2 separate regions of the Mus musculus genome follow, and region 1 is linked to region 2. The links are chromatin contacts, called in public Hi-C maps. All regions are on one chromosome and are shown on one strand. The core of a region is the stretch at or near the end of the contact, and the rest is flanking DNA. Distances in the headings are between cores, read along the strand shown.

The links. Hi-C and Micro-C count contacts between places; a contact is called where the count stands out from the background.
Region 1: a Hi-C map of adipose-derived mesenchymal stem cells shows a contact between it and region 2, with 3 times the contacts expected there. The contact joins two enhancer-like sites. A contact is called at or near these places in 9 of 484 Hi-C or Micro-C datasets (adipose-derived mesenchymal stem cells, cerebral cortex, embryonic fibroblasts and 4 more) and 1 of 115 datasets of contacts at active chromatin or transcription factors (a colorectal cancer cell line).

Annotation. Positions count from the first base shown.
Region 1 is chr10:92,514,181-92,520,128 of GRCm38.p6, reverse strand. No RefSeq gene overlaps it. Among named protein-coding and RNA genes, the nearest start is that of Gm25884, 30 kb to the right of the region's middle. Within about 2 kb of position 3,033, at least 10 of the 459 cell types and tissues checked have an H3K27ac peak or open chromatin away from gene starts, as enhancers often do. A contact at or near this core is called in adipose-derived mesenchymal stem cells, where this site is marked.
Region 2 is chr10:92,313,799-92,320,083 of GRCm38.p6, reverse strand. All of the region lies in intron 2 of Gm20757 (predicted gene, 20757), which reads left to right. Among named protein-coding and RNA genes, the nearest start is that of Gm20757, 58 kb to the left of the region's middle. Within about 2 kb of position 4,558, at least 13 of the 459 cell types and tissues checked have an H3K27ac peak or open chromatin away from gene starts, as enhancers often do. A contact at or near this core is called in adipose-derived mesenchymal stem cells, where this site is marked.

The DNA.
Region 1 (5,948 bases), core at 1,784-4,283, 200 kb before region 2:
CTTGAGCTCACCTAGTGATGAGTATAGGCTCCTTCTCCTAGAGACCTCTGCTAATTGATCTTTTTTCTTTTCTTTTTCCTTCTCCTTCCTTCTAATCTCTCCCCAGGTATTCTTACCTGACCTAAACTTTTCCTCGGGTTCAAGACCCGTGGAAAGGCCTGTATACTTATTTTGTGTACCATATTTCCTCTTTGCTCCTACTCTCTCTCCCCGCTTTACTTCTGATAGATTGCCCTGAATTTCATCCAGAATTTTCAGCCCTGCCTTAACCACTTGATAACATGTGAAAAGGAACAAAAAGGCTCCTAACACCAGAGAAAGTTCAAGGCCAAACATACCTTGTAAAGCTATTTCCCACTTTACTTCTGATAGACTGTCTTGAATTTCGTTAGAAAGTTCAAGACCAGACTTACCTTGTAAAGCTATACTTACGGGTACCCTGTTCCCCAGCTGAAGAGTTCTGAATTCACGCAGTTGAATCCTTCTCAACAGTCTGTTTTACGGGAACACTTCATTACCACCGTTCCCCAGCTGAAGAGTTCTGAATTCATGCAGTTGAATCCTTCTCAACAGTCTGTTTTACGGGAACACTTCATTACCACCGTTCCCCAGCTGAAGAGTTCTGAATTCACGCAGTTGAATCCTTCTCAACAGTCTGTTTTACGGGAACCTTTATGACCGTGACCCGCAGTTCTGGTTCCGGAATGAGGGATCTTCCTTGCGCCTGTGATGGTAACCGTCCCAGGTTTTCTCGTCCCAGGTCTTCTCGTCCCAGGTCTTCTCGTCCCAGGTCTTCTCGTCCCGGGATTTCTCGTCCCAGGTCTTCTCATCCCAGGTCTTCTCGTCCCGGGTCTTCTCGTCCCGGGTCTCAGCACCAACTCTTACACGCGTTCGCGACCGGCCAGGAAGAACGCAACAAACCGGAATCTTCTGCGGCAAAGCTTTATTGCTTACATCTTCAGGAGCCAGAGAGCAAGAGTGCAAGAGTGCAAGAGAGAGAGAAAGAACAAGAACAAGAAAGCAAGAGAGAGAAAAAGAACAAGAAAGCAAGAGAGAGAAAAAGAAAGCAAGAACAAGAGAGAGAAAAAGCAAGAACAAGAGAGAGAAAAAGAATGGCAAAACCCCGTCCCTTTTAAGGAGAATTATCCTCCGCCTAGGACGTATTACTCCCTGATTGGCTGCAGCCCATCGGCCCAGTTGTCATCACGAGAAAGGTAGAACACATGGCGGGAAAACTGCCCCTGCACGTGTGCAGATTATGTTTACCACTTAGAACACAGCTGTCAGTGCCATCTTATAATGGCAAATGTGAGGGCGGCTTCCCACAAGTATGCTGAAGTCTCTCTGTTTGATGGTATTATATAGATAGTATGGAAGAGACTGGGAGAAGTGTATGGTATGTGTGTGTGTGTATGTGTGTGTGTGTGTGTGTGTGTGTGTTTATGTGTGTGGGTGCGTGTAGGGTATATTGGACACAATTCATAGGGACAATCTAAAGAAGGAAAGATTTATTTTGGCTCCCCGCCCCCCTTTTTTAAAAGAGGGTTTCAGTTTACCATGCCCAGGAAGGCTTGGCAAGATCATAGAGGCCACTCTTCCCATCACAGAGGAGCTATGAGCCTAGATCTAACCCTCAAGGGTCTATCCACAGTGGCCTACTTCTGTCAGCTAGGTGTTTCCCACGCATGCTTCATAGATGCCCAAAATAATGAAACAAGCTCTGGGACAAAATTTCTAAATGTTAGCCCCTAAGGGGCATTCATCACACATAGGGGGAGGGAGAGGGAGAGGGAAAGAGAGAGAGAATGAATGCTGAGTAGATGAGATGACAAATTTGAAGTGTTGAGGCTAGAAAACCCCTTTGTCCAGCTCCTTGAGGACCATCAGAGACATAGAGCCAGAAAGTTGCAAACCCAGATTACCAAGATGGGATATACATTCCAGGGCCAGTTCTTGGCCTGAGAGGAAGCATTTTATATTTATTCACTCTTGTTTATTATCAGTAGACTTGAGAGAGGATGCCCACATTACCCTTCCTTATTGAAACACCTTGAGTTAGTTTTCCCATCAGTATAGATTTGAACCTTTGAAAAGCGGGGTTAGGATGTTTCCTGTTGTACATAGACCGTGGAATGCTGGGCTGGTGTAGGTGATCATCTTGAGACGTGTTAATCTGCTACACTATGTGATATATACTTCATATATACGGGGGGAATCTCACACACGAGACACTTTAAGAGACAACATCTCTAGTGTCAGAGATTTTCAAAGTGATTTCTTCTGGTAGAGAGAGCTTGCTGCATATTTCCTATGAGTCAAGCACCTTCTTGCAGGATTTTCTTTTTAGTAGTAGCTCAGTTTCCTTCACAGTCTACTCCCCACCAGTCCTATTTCTTAGTATTAAATGCCATATTCAATGGTATTAATGTCATATTCATAGATGGAGAGAAGACGGGCAGGAGTCCCTGACTAATTCCCTTCTTCTGAGTAGTCTTGAAGGTGAGCAAAAAGATGATGGATAAGTGGTAGGAGAATTTCTTCTTCCTTTCTCTTCCTCTCTGCCATTTTCACATATTCATTTTGATGGTGAAGCAAATAAAAGAAATAGCAAAGCATGAGATCATTTTTTTTTCTTTTACTGGCTATAGTGGAATCAGAAAAATGCAGAAGTGTTGAGATTGGGTGTAACGTGTGGAGAGATCATTCTTTGCAGTTGCCTGGAGAGTGTGGGAATGTTTAGGGCCAGTGTGTTATTTGCTAGGCTGCCTGTCTTCTTGACCCGATGCATTGGCATCTGAGAGAAATAGATCTCGGGAGAGAATTTATTTGGGTCACCATAGCAACAGAAGGGGGGTACATGAAACAATCTGTCTGTAGGCCTATAAAGAGTGCACACAAGCCTGCGTGGCAACTTCAGTGCTTGCTTCTTTGGGTTTAAGTGTAAAATCTAATATTTAATTTTTTTCCAATGGCATTCAAACTTTTCTCTGGCCAATGGTGGTTAATGTGGTGTGACTCAGGCTTTGCTGTCTGATGTCTCCTTCAGAAGTTAGATTCCTCCAGGGAGTCAGTGACTGTTACACTTTTGAGTCATAACACCCGTCTAGTAGGAATAAACTTTTAACAAAATTATCTTGTTCTATCTTTTTTTAGTTTCTGACTAATAAAAAAAATGTTCTTTTTACCAGTGTGTACTAACACCAGGAGCGCTGTTTTATCATTCCATTACCGAGCTGAACGTTTTAAATGTCATTTTGAAGAACATTTTCCCGAGCCTCTCACAAAGAAATGCCTTTCATGTTGGGATTCAATATGGGAATTTAATTCAACCTTGCGCTGAGATGCGGGAAAGATTAACAGATTATGGGATGAAAATGGGAATTTAAATGGCAGATCAAAGAGTGTTGAGTAGGCTGTCTTCTTCTCCGGCTAAGAGGCGGATGAATAAAAACAAAGCACACGTATTTGAAAAGGAGCAGGCATCAAAGAGCGTCACACGTGTTTGCTTCAAATCTCCATGCTGGAAACCAGGTGTTAGGATGTGTGGACACACTGAAACATCAAGAGACTGAAACATTTACCTCTGTGATGACTTTCTCCTCCTCTGCCCTGTTTCTACGTCTTCACCCTTGTCTAATCCCAGGCTTTCTTGAACTGCATCTCCTGCTTTGACTCTAGCTCCTGTGCAGAACCTCCAGTATAGCTCCTGTGTAAGCCACATTGGGTCTGCCTAGGCACTGAGTGGCATGGTTGACTTTCTCCATGTGCCTGGAAATGTCTCATATTTAGCACTGATCATCCCAGACAGTTCTTTAGGCCCAGACAAACCTAGCACCTAGAGTTACTTCTGATTAACAGCTATTTGTATCACCACTTTGCCAGTGGCTCCAAAATATGCTGTGTTTGTATATAATTAGCCACATGTATCTATTTAATATTTAAATAATTAAAATTAAACATGGTCAAAGTTTTAGTTCCTGAGTCTCTAGGCTTGGACTCAATACCCCCTCTATTGGATAATGCAGACACAGGACATCAATAGACAATCAATATCAACATTATAGATGATAGTGCTGGTTTATGTAACACAACTCCTAAATGTAGGTGTTGGGAGAGGTAGGGACATGCAAAGTTTCCCTATGATTTGTGGGTTAGATAGAATGCTTGCTAGAAGCATAGCGGTCTAAAAGAAACAAACACACCTTTGTATGTACTTCACTTTGAAGTTCTCCTAATGCCGACTATGGAACACAGAATACGGCTATCTATCATCCTTAATGGGCCATTCATCAAGCAAGTATTGAGCACTGGTGCTGCGGATACCGTGATGAATTATGGTGTCTGTATTCTAGTAACTTATGGTCTAAATGAGGAGAAGAGCGTGAGACCACATAATAAGGATTGGTTAGCAACTCAGGGTTGTGGGCTGTTCAGGGATGATACCTGAATTGGACTGAGCAGGGACAAGCCATTCAGTCTGTAAGCAAGGGCTAGAACTCAGGAGCTACGTCCTCTAAGTTGGAATCCTGGTTCCTCCTGCCCGTGGGATTTTGAGCTAGTGTTATAACCTGATCTTATTAAATGGGGGCGGGTAATACATTTCCTACAAGCTTGTTGTCCTGCTTCAATGCATTAGCATTCAGAAGGCTCATTGTCCAGGTCCTGGCCAAGGGCATGTACAATATAATTATTTATTAAATCAATCAAGCAGGCAATGTAGGATAACACGCAAGGCTCTGAATGTGAACAACAGAGATGTGGATTTCATGGTTGGGCAAGAGTACTAGAGGCTTTCTAGGACTGTAGTGTTTGCAGCATCCTTGGTGGTTGGTATAGCAATATGGCTGTGAATGGGGCAGTGGGATGTGTAGAAGAGGTGAGAGGAGAAAAAGACTGAGGAGAGAGCTGATGAGGATCACAGTGAGTGGGAAATACGAATATGTCAGGTTAATGGATGAGAAGTCCTTGAACTTTCAAATACAGGGCAGGAGGTGAGGTGCACACTTAGAAAAAAAATTCTAGTTTGGGTTCCAGAAAATTGCAATCAAGAAAATAGGGTCTAAAATCCAAGGAGGGCTGAGGAAGTTAAAGAGAATCATTGACTAATTAGATGTGTGGAATGATTGACAGGGGTGGGGTGGGGTAGGGGAAGCCCGGTGACAATGAATTTATTAGTTAAACTAATAAGCCTGAGAATAAAACGGAAACATGGTAAGTTTGCAGGCCAACTTCAGTGGCGGTTTTCCCTGCTTCTAGCAGATGTCACAGAAGACATGCCACACTTGCTAACCAATCTACAGTGAACTTGTAGATGGAACTTTCATCATTTTTAAAGAAAATATCTCTGAGATATAGAGAAAGATAAAGGGGAGACTTGAGGGTGGCACCTGGCAGAAAGTTTAACATTATTCTGTTATTCTAAGTTATTGCTTTGTCTTTAGAAAAGTAATAAAAGCTTATTTCCTTTATAACTTCATCTGTGTGCTCAGGGCTGTCACCTTCCCCCCACATTAGTATTAGATTTTAATAAAGGACAACATGGAGTGAAGAAAGATGTTTGCTTAATCTCAAGAGCAGAGCATGCAATTTAGTTTGGGGGAAAGTTTCTAATATTGTTTTTATTTTCTCAGTGCCTTGAAAGTGATATTTGACTTTATTTAACTGCAAACAGAAAATAAGGCTGTGTTTTGCTAATGCTTAAGACTGGGGCATGCCACTGTGCACTGTGAGCATGCGCGCAGGGCTGGGGGAGGGGGACGTTCCTCACTTGTTTTACTGTTTTACTTCTTGGTAGCATTTTGCAGCCAGAAAAGACTTGAGTGTGCTGATTAGCAACAGGCTCTCAAGGGGCTAGGGATGTAGCTCAGTCTCTTGAGGGGCTGAGGACGTAACTTACCATGTGTGAGGCTATGGGCTTCATGCTCATCAATGAGAGCAATGAAAAGGGT
Region 2 (6,285 bases), core at 3,309-5,808:
TTGTTCCACTTTTTTTTCCAGTTAGAATGCCCTGGCCTTATCATAGAGTTGCTGGGATTGAAGAGTCAGCCTCCTGAGAGCATTTCAAGCCCTTATGGTTAAGTCCTGGCTTGATTGTCCGCTTTTCCTACCTTCTGGCTACAGGAGATAAGAGTCTTTCCATGTGGCTGCCAAGGAGGCTCTTTGGATTTTACAATTCACCCTAAACTGCCTTCCAACTTTCATTGTCTTCCCCCATCACAGGGAGAGCTGTGCATAAGACCCATTGGATTAGAGTTCTTCCAATTACCACTGAAATGCCCGTGAACTTCTCAAGCTTCTTAGAGACTATGTGTGCCAGTGAATTTTCATCACTCCTCCCCATCATGGCTCAGTATCAATGAAAGCTTTGAAAATGATACCCACCGCAGCTTGCAAAGGATGCCCCTACCATACTTTCTGGGAATGAGACTATTTTCGTGTCAGTCCAGCATCCAGTGGATGCATCTCCAGAATTCCATTTGTAGCTAGCTTCCTAAAATGGGTTCTGGTACCAACTCTTTTGGATCCACTCTCCTCAAGAGACAGACACTGAGGTAGGAATTTTCAAATGAACATTATTTTGGTGACTTTTCAGGAGGAATTTGTCGAAGAATGAGGGAAACAGGGTTGAAGAAAGGAAACAGGGGGTGTGAGGTAAATGTGTTTTACAACAGGTTATGTGCTGTGTAGATTTGTGGCTTTGCACTGATCTTCTAAGTCCTCTTTACTGGAGTTGAAACATCTGGACCTTTCTAGTCCTCATCAGCTAATTACTTGATACGGTGTGCCCACGAAAAAGGACATTCCTTGGGAATGGCACTTGGTTTTAGTCCAGGACAATAGAAGGTTTTAGCTGAAGATTTGAGATGTAATAATCCAGGCTTCTGGGTTTGTGGGGGAGGTAACAGCACCTCTTCACTCAGTGACCAGGGACATGTTAAAGATGCTGTGCTCATCATGACAGGCTTTGGAATGATCCTATACAGCTTACTTATGTTTCTTCTCTGTGAGAGAAAGAAATCTTTGTTGACATCAATCTCTGCGATGTCAGCACTTATTTTTTAACCATAATTTAGCCTTTTAAACCGAATATATCCTCTAAAGGAGTGTTTGTTCTTATTATTTTTAATTCATCTATTCTGTGAGTAATATTTGTAAATACCACAGAAGGGCAGTGAGATGGATTAGTGATTAAAAGTGATTGCTTGCCAACCTGGACAACTGAGGTCCATCTCCAAAACTCACATATATGTGGAGGAAGAAAGCAGACTCTCCAAAGCTTCCCACATGTGCTGTGGTATGCACACACTCATATCCATGTACACATATCACGTCCACACAAACACACAACTAACAATAACATAAAAATGTAAAGTAAATAAATACCACAAGAGAAGGTTATGATAGCATTAAAAAGAGATGGTGAAGTCAGACACAAAGCTCCATGTTCTTTTTCTGTAAGACCACGTCATGCCTGGGGCTACTTTATTAAAATATACTGTGTTAGCATGGATGATGCCCTTGAGAAAGGCATTTGCTCTTAAGAGCTAAAATGTAGATGAATATGTTCATCTGTACTTTCCTAGAAACAACTGAGAGCAGGTTTTGATATTATAGAAAGAAGACTAACACCTAATGACCAGGGGTATAGAAAATAACCATACTATATGGGATGAGGAGAGTGGACACTAAGGCCTGGAGTAGCTGGGTCACTGTCATCTATTTCAAACTGAACTTGGGATAAATGGAGGAGCTTCGGGTAATCTTCACTTAGGCAAGGCATCCATCAAACAAAGCCCCCAGTCACCACCCCTAATACTGATGCATTTGACTTCACAAAGATCTCACTTTGATACAGATCCTACAGACAACACTGATAGTAGAAAAAGAACTAAGTGTGTACAACCAACAAGAGGTCACTTGTAATTAAATGAGAAACCATTGTCAACCATCAATAAAAATAGAGAAATGAAAAAAGATGCATAGTGGGAGGGGATAAGTGGAACATTTTAAAAGAATAGATTTGATTGTCTAATAAATATGACAGAACAATCAAGACCACAGTCATCAGAGAAAATACAAATTAAAGCCACAATGAGATGCCTCTTTAGAACCAACAGATGGGCAAAAATTAGTAAGTCCAATCTTGGAAAGCCATAGCAAAGATGTGAAGACATGGGGGTCCTGTGCACATGACAGAGGGATGTGTAATTGGAAATGCCATTCTGCACAGAACATGACTGTATGAAATACAATTAGACATGCAAATCTCATAACCCAGTAATCCATCTCTTGAGAATAGGCCTCTGACATGCTGACTTAGGTACATACCAAGATGCTTATGATGTTACCCATTGTGAAGGTGTCTGTGGAATACCACGGGTTGGATCAGTCTATCATATGTCTGCCACTGAATCAAGAGATACTCAGATGAAAGCTAGGTGTTCCTATCTCTCCCTCTCACTCACTGTCTGTTCTGCCCGTGTGTGTGTGTGTGTGTGTGTGTGTGTGTGTGTGTGTGTGTGTGTGTGGTATATTCACAAACACATATGAGGAAGGGAAAATGCAAGCCAATGTCTTCATCCCTTAAAATGAAGTAAGAGAAGATGAGTGTTACCAACTAAACTTTATACATTGCACTTTCCAAAAAGAAGTTAGTGAGAAACAAACGAAAGATTAACTACAAAATTTGCTCAGATCTGTAGCCTTTTGCACATACACATTTATTTGGGTCATTAGTTCACTGGCTTCTGGAAATGTGCCTTAGTTAGGGTTTCTATTGCTATGAGGAGCCAGCATGCCCATGGAAAGTCTTATAAAGGAAATCAATGTATTGGGGCTGGCTGACATTTCAGAGGTTTAGTCAATTGTCATCATGATGGGAAGCACGGTGGCATGCAGGCAGACATGATGCTGGAGAAGCAGCTGAGAGTTCTATATATGGATCAGCAGGCAACAGCAAAAGAGAGAGACACTGGGCCTGCCTTGAGCATCTGAGACCTCAAAGCCCACCCCCAGTGACACACATCCTCCAAGGTCACACCTACTCCAACAAGGCCACACCTCCTAATAGTGCTACTCCCTATGGGCTTGTGAGAGCCATTTTCATTCAAACCACCACAATTAAACATATCAATTAAGGATGCTCAGAGACTTTCTTCTAACCCCCATATTTAGTTCCACCAACATTTGGGGGCTCTCTTTTACTGACTTCAGTGTTTCCCTCATGACTTTGTCCAACTGATGACCCTTGCTATAACCTATGAGGAATATATCATAGTCTTTCTTTATAATCAAAAGAGAATGTGGATGGTATGTCTCCACGAACTGGAATGAGAAGGAATGCAAAGCCCACTATGGTGTTCCTTCCTCATCACCTGGTGTAGTTGGAGTCTCTAGAGAATAGTGCATAAAATAGGTGTAGTTTTTTGGAAACTTGGAGGACTTTCACAGCAGTCAGAAAAAATATAAGTTGACTTATTTTAAAGAAATTTCAACTTGGCTGGAGTGAGAGTTTCTTTTAGGCTAAGGTACTCAACGAACCATACTTTGGAAATGTCCAGAATGTTTTTCTCTGTGGAGAGAGCTATGGTCATCTCTAAGCCTTGGCTGGTTTTTCTGCCCTGCAGCTCTTCACTAATACTTAATTTACTGTCCGGGAGAAATACGATCATTGTAATCCCCACAGTATCCAGGGCTCTGGTCCTCTTCTGTTCCACATCTTTGCTTTACTTCCCTCAAAACACACCAAGAATCTGACTTGGCTGGCGGGTCATCAGATTCTGTTATGGGAACAGAGACACCTCACATCTGCCTGTGCTTTACAGTTTACCAAACACCTCAACTGCATTATCTACTGCATCCTCCTGACAATCCCTGGAATGTTCTTACCACTGTGCAGAAGAGATGTAGACTCTGTGGCATCATTTGTGTCCCATCATGGGCATGTCACTCTAAACTTTTTACATATTTTAATGGTACCTCATCGAACAAGAGAAAACAAAACTGTTATTATATCTAAACCCCCTCCAAATACTTTCATCTACCACTCCCACTAGAGAGGGAATCTTGGTATGTGGGCAGTTTGAGAGACATGTCTAATATCAGATCTTTAGCTGAGATGTGTGGGTGGTTAGAATTTGAATCTGGTGGTTCTGCCTCTGTGCCTCTTGCTTGGCCTTCAAATATAGTATTCATGCTTTTTCAGTTTTATGAGTGTTCTTGTTTTAACCATTAATCAGAGACACTATGGTACAGGCATGCTTCAGGGTGCTAAATGGTGTCTTCCACTAAGGGAGACTCTACAGATGCAGGGAAAGCTCTGAGAGAAAATAACCTGTCAGAAGTTACTCTATGGAGTTGGAATCTGAGCCTCACTGGCCAGGCTCAACCCTTTTCTCTGACTCTTGGACTGTGTTACAGCAATCCCCTAAGGAGCCCAGAGTGGGTTCTGAGGTAAAGTAGATTCTATGAGGGTTCCAATGGAGCCTTATGAAGCAATTGAGATGTGAAAGATGGCCTAGGAGATCTGTGTGAGTCAGATGTTAGTCAGTAGAGCGTGTTCCCTCTCCCCTTGGTTTCTGCCTCCCTCAGAGCTGCATCCTGCCTTAGCCTTCTGTTCTTTCATTTCTCACCAACACTTCCAATAGAGGGTAAAGAAGAGATAAGTGCCAGAGAGGGTGATTCACTGTGTACATTTTGGGGGTACCTCCAAGGTCTTCCTTGGGCCTCAAATCTATAATTCCATATCCTCAATGATCCCAGGAATTTGGGAAGTGCATGTTGAAACTCAAGCTCTGATTTGTAATTTTAAGCTAGTGTTTCCCTCAAAAGACCTTGCTTTGAAAGTCAGTGGCAAGAAGGAGCTTTGTAAAGATGCCTCATCAAAGATGAGATGGACAATTAGGTCAGAGACACCTTATCCATCAATACAGCTTCTTTCTTGGGTTGGTTTGCCAAGACGCATGGTGCAGGGAGCTAGTTTCCATCTCTTCCCACTGCTATAGCCTCAGTGTTTTCATTTTATCGCATCCTTAAATGTCTGTGTGTCACTGGGGACCCTGATGGATAGACATTTGGTGACTCAGAGCCTCTATTGTAACTGCTGGTAGCTAAACAACTCCATGACTTTCTCTCTGTACGTTAACAGGCGGCTCTTCCTATCACGTAGGATAAGCCAATTAGCATCAGTCTCACAGATGGAACCTCTGTGATGTCCCTGGAATCCACCCTCCCCTCCTCATTTCAACAGCTGCCACATTAATTCTGGTTCCTCTAAGCAGGCTGCACTCACTAGCTCCTACAAGGCCCCCTGGCACTGGCCCCTTCTCCTCACAACCATTCCACCCAAAGCTTTCAGCTTCTCTTTTTGAAGCCTGGCTTAATATGGACCATTTACAAGAAATGGATCTTAAAGGAGTCCCAGTGTCCACATCCCTGTGTCTTCTGGGCTTTCAGAATTCCTCATTTTCCCTGTGTAACATGCAGACTTTCACCTTGCATCATTTGCCAAGCTGTCTTATAAAAAAACGGATGGGCACATAAATCTCTTCCCTTCAGTGGTGAGCTGCCTCGAGGCAAGTAAGGACTTCTTGTGTGTCCCCAAAGTCCAGCCCAGAGCCCTGCTCACAGTAGGGTCCCTTCTGATTACTGAATCAGCAATGGGAACAGCAGGCTCTTAGTCTATCCTATGACTTCTCCTCATACAATGGATGACAAATGACAATCAAATACCATTCTAAACAGCATACCACAAGCCTGCTAGAATAGAGTTTAGTTGCAATATGGTCATACTCATTCATAATGTTTTGCATATGACATAGCTTATAATACACAGTTGCAGTACAGATCATCTGGGCTGGGAGGTCAGAAAATATTTGCTACCTGATATTTTACACAAGTGAGCAAGGCTGTGCCCATACATGAACGGCAGGAAATTTGCTTTATTTCTATATGTACCTCACAATCAATATTTATTGAACGAATGATTCGTCAGCTCAAGATTTAGCTAGGTGGCACAATTCAAACAATTGTTTTTAGTTTTGTGTTGAGATGAACCATGGTGAATAACCATCTGATAGTGGGTTCCTGCTTTCCACTCACTAATTAATTCAGTCGATGATGATTTTTAAATACTGTCTTTGTCATTGAGATGCACAGTGAGCAAAACTGACGTGATCCTTTCCTTTATGGAACTTAGCATCCTTGGAGGAAGACAGACATCAACCCACTGTCAAGGTTATCCTTTTGGTTGTTGTAAGAAAA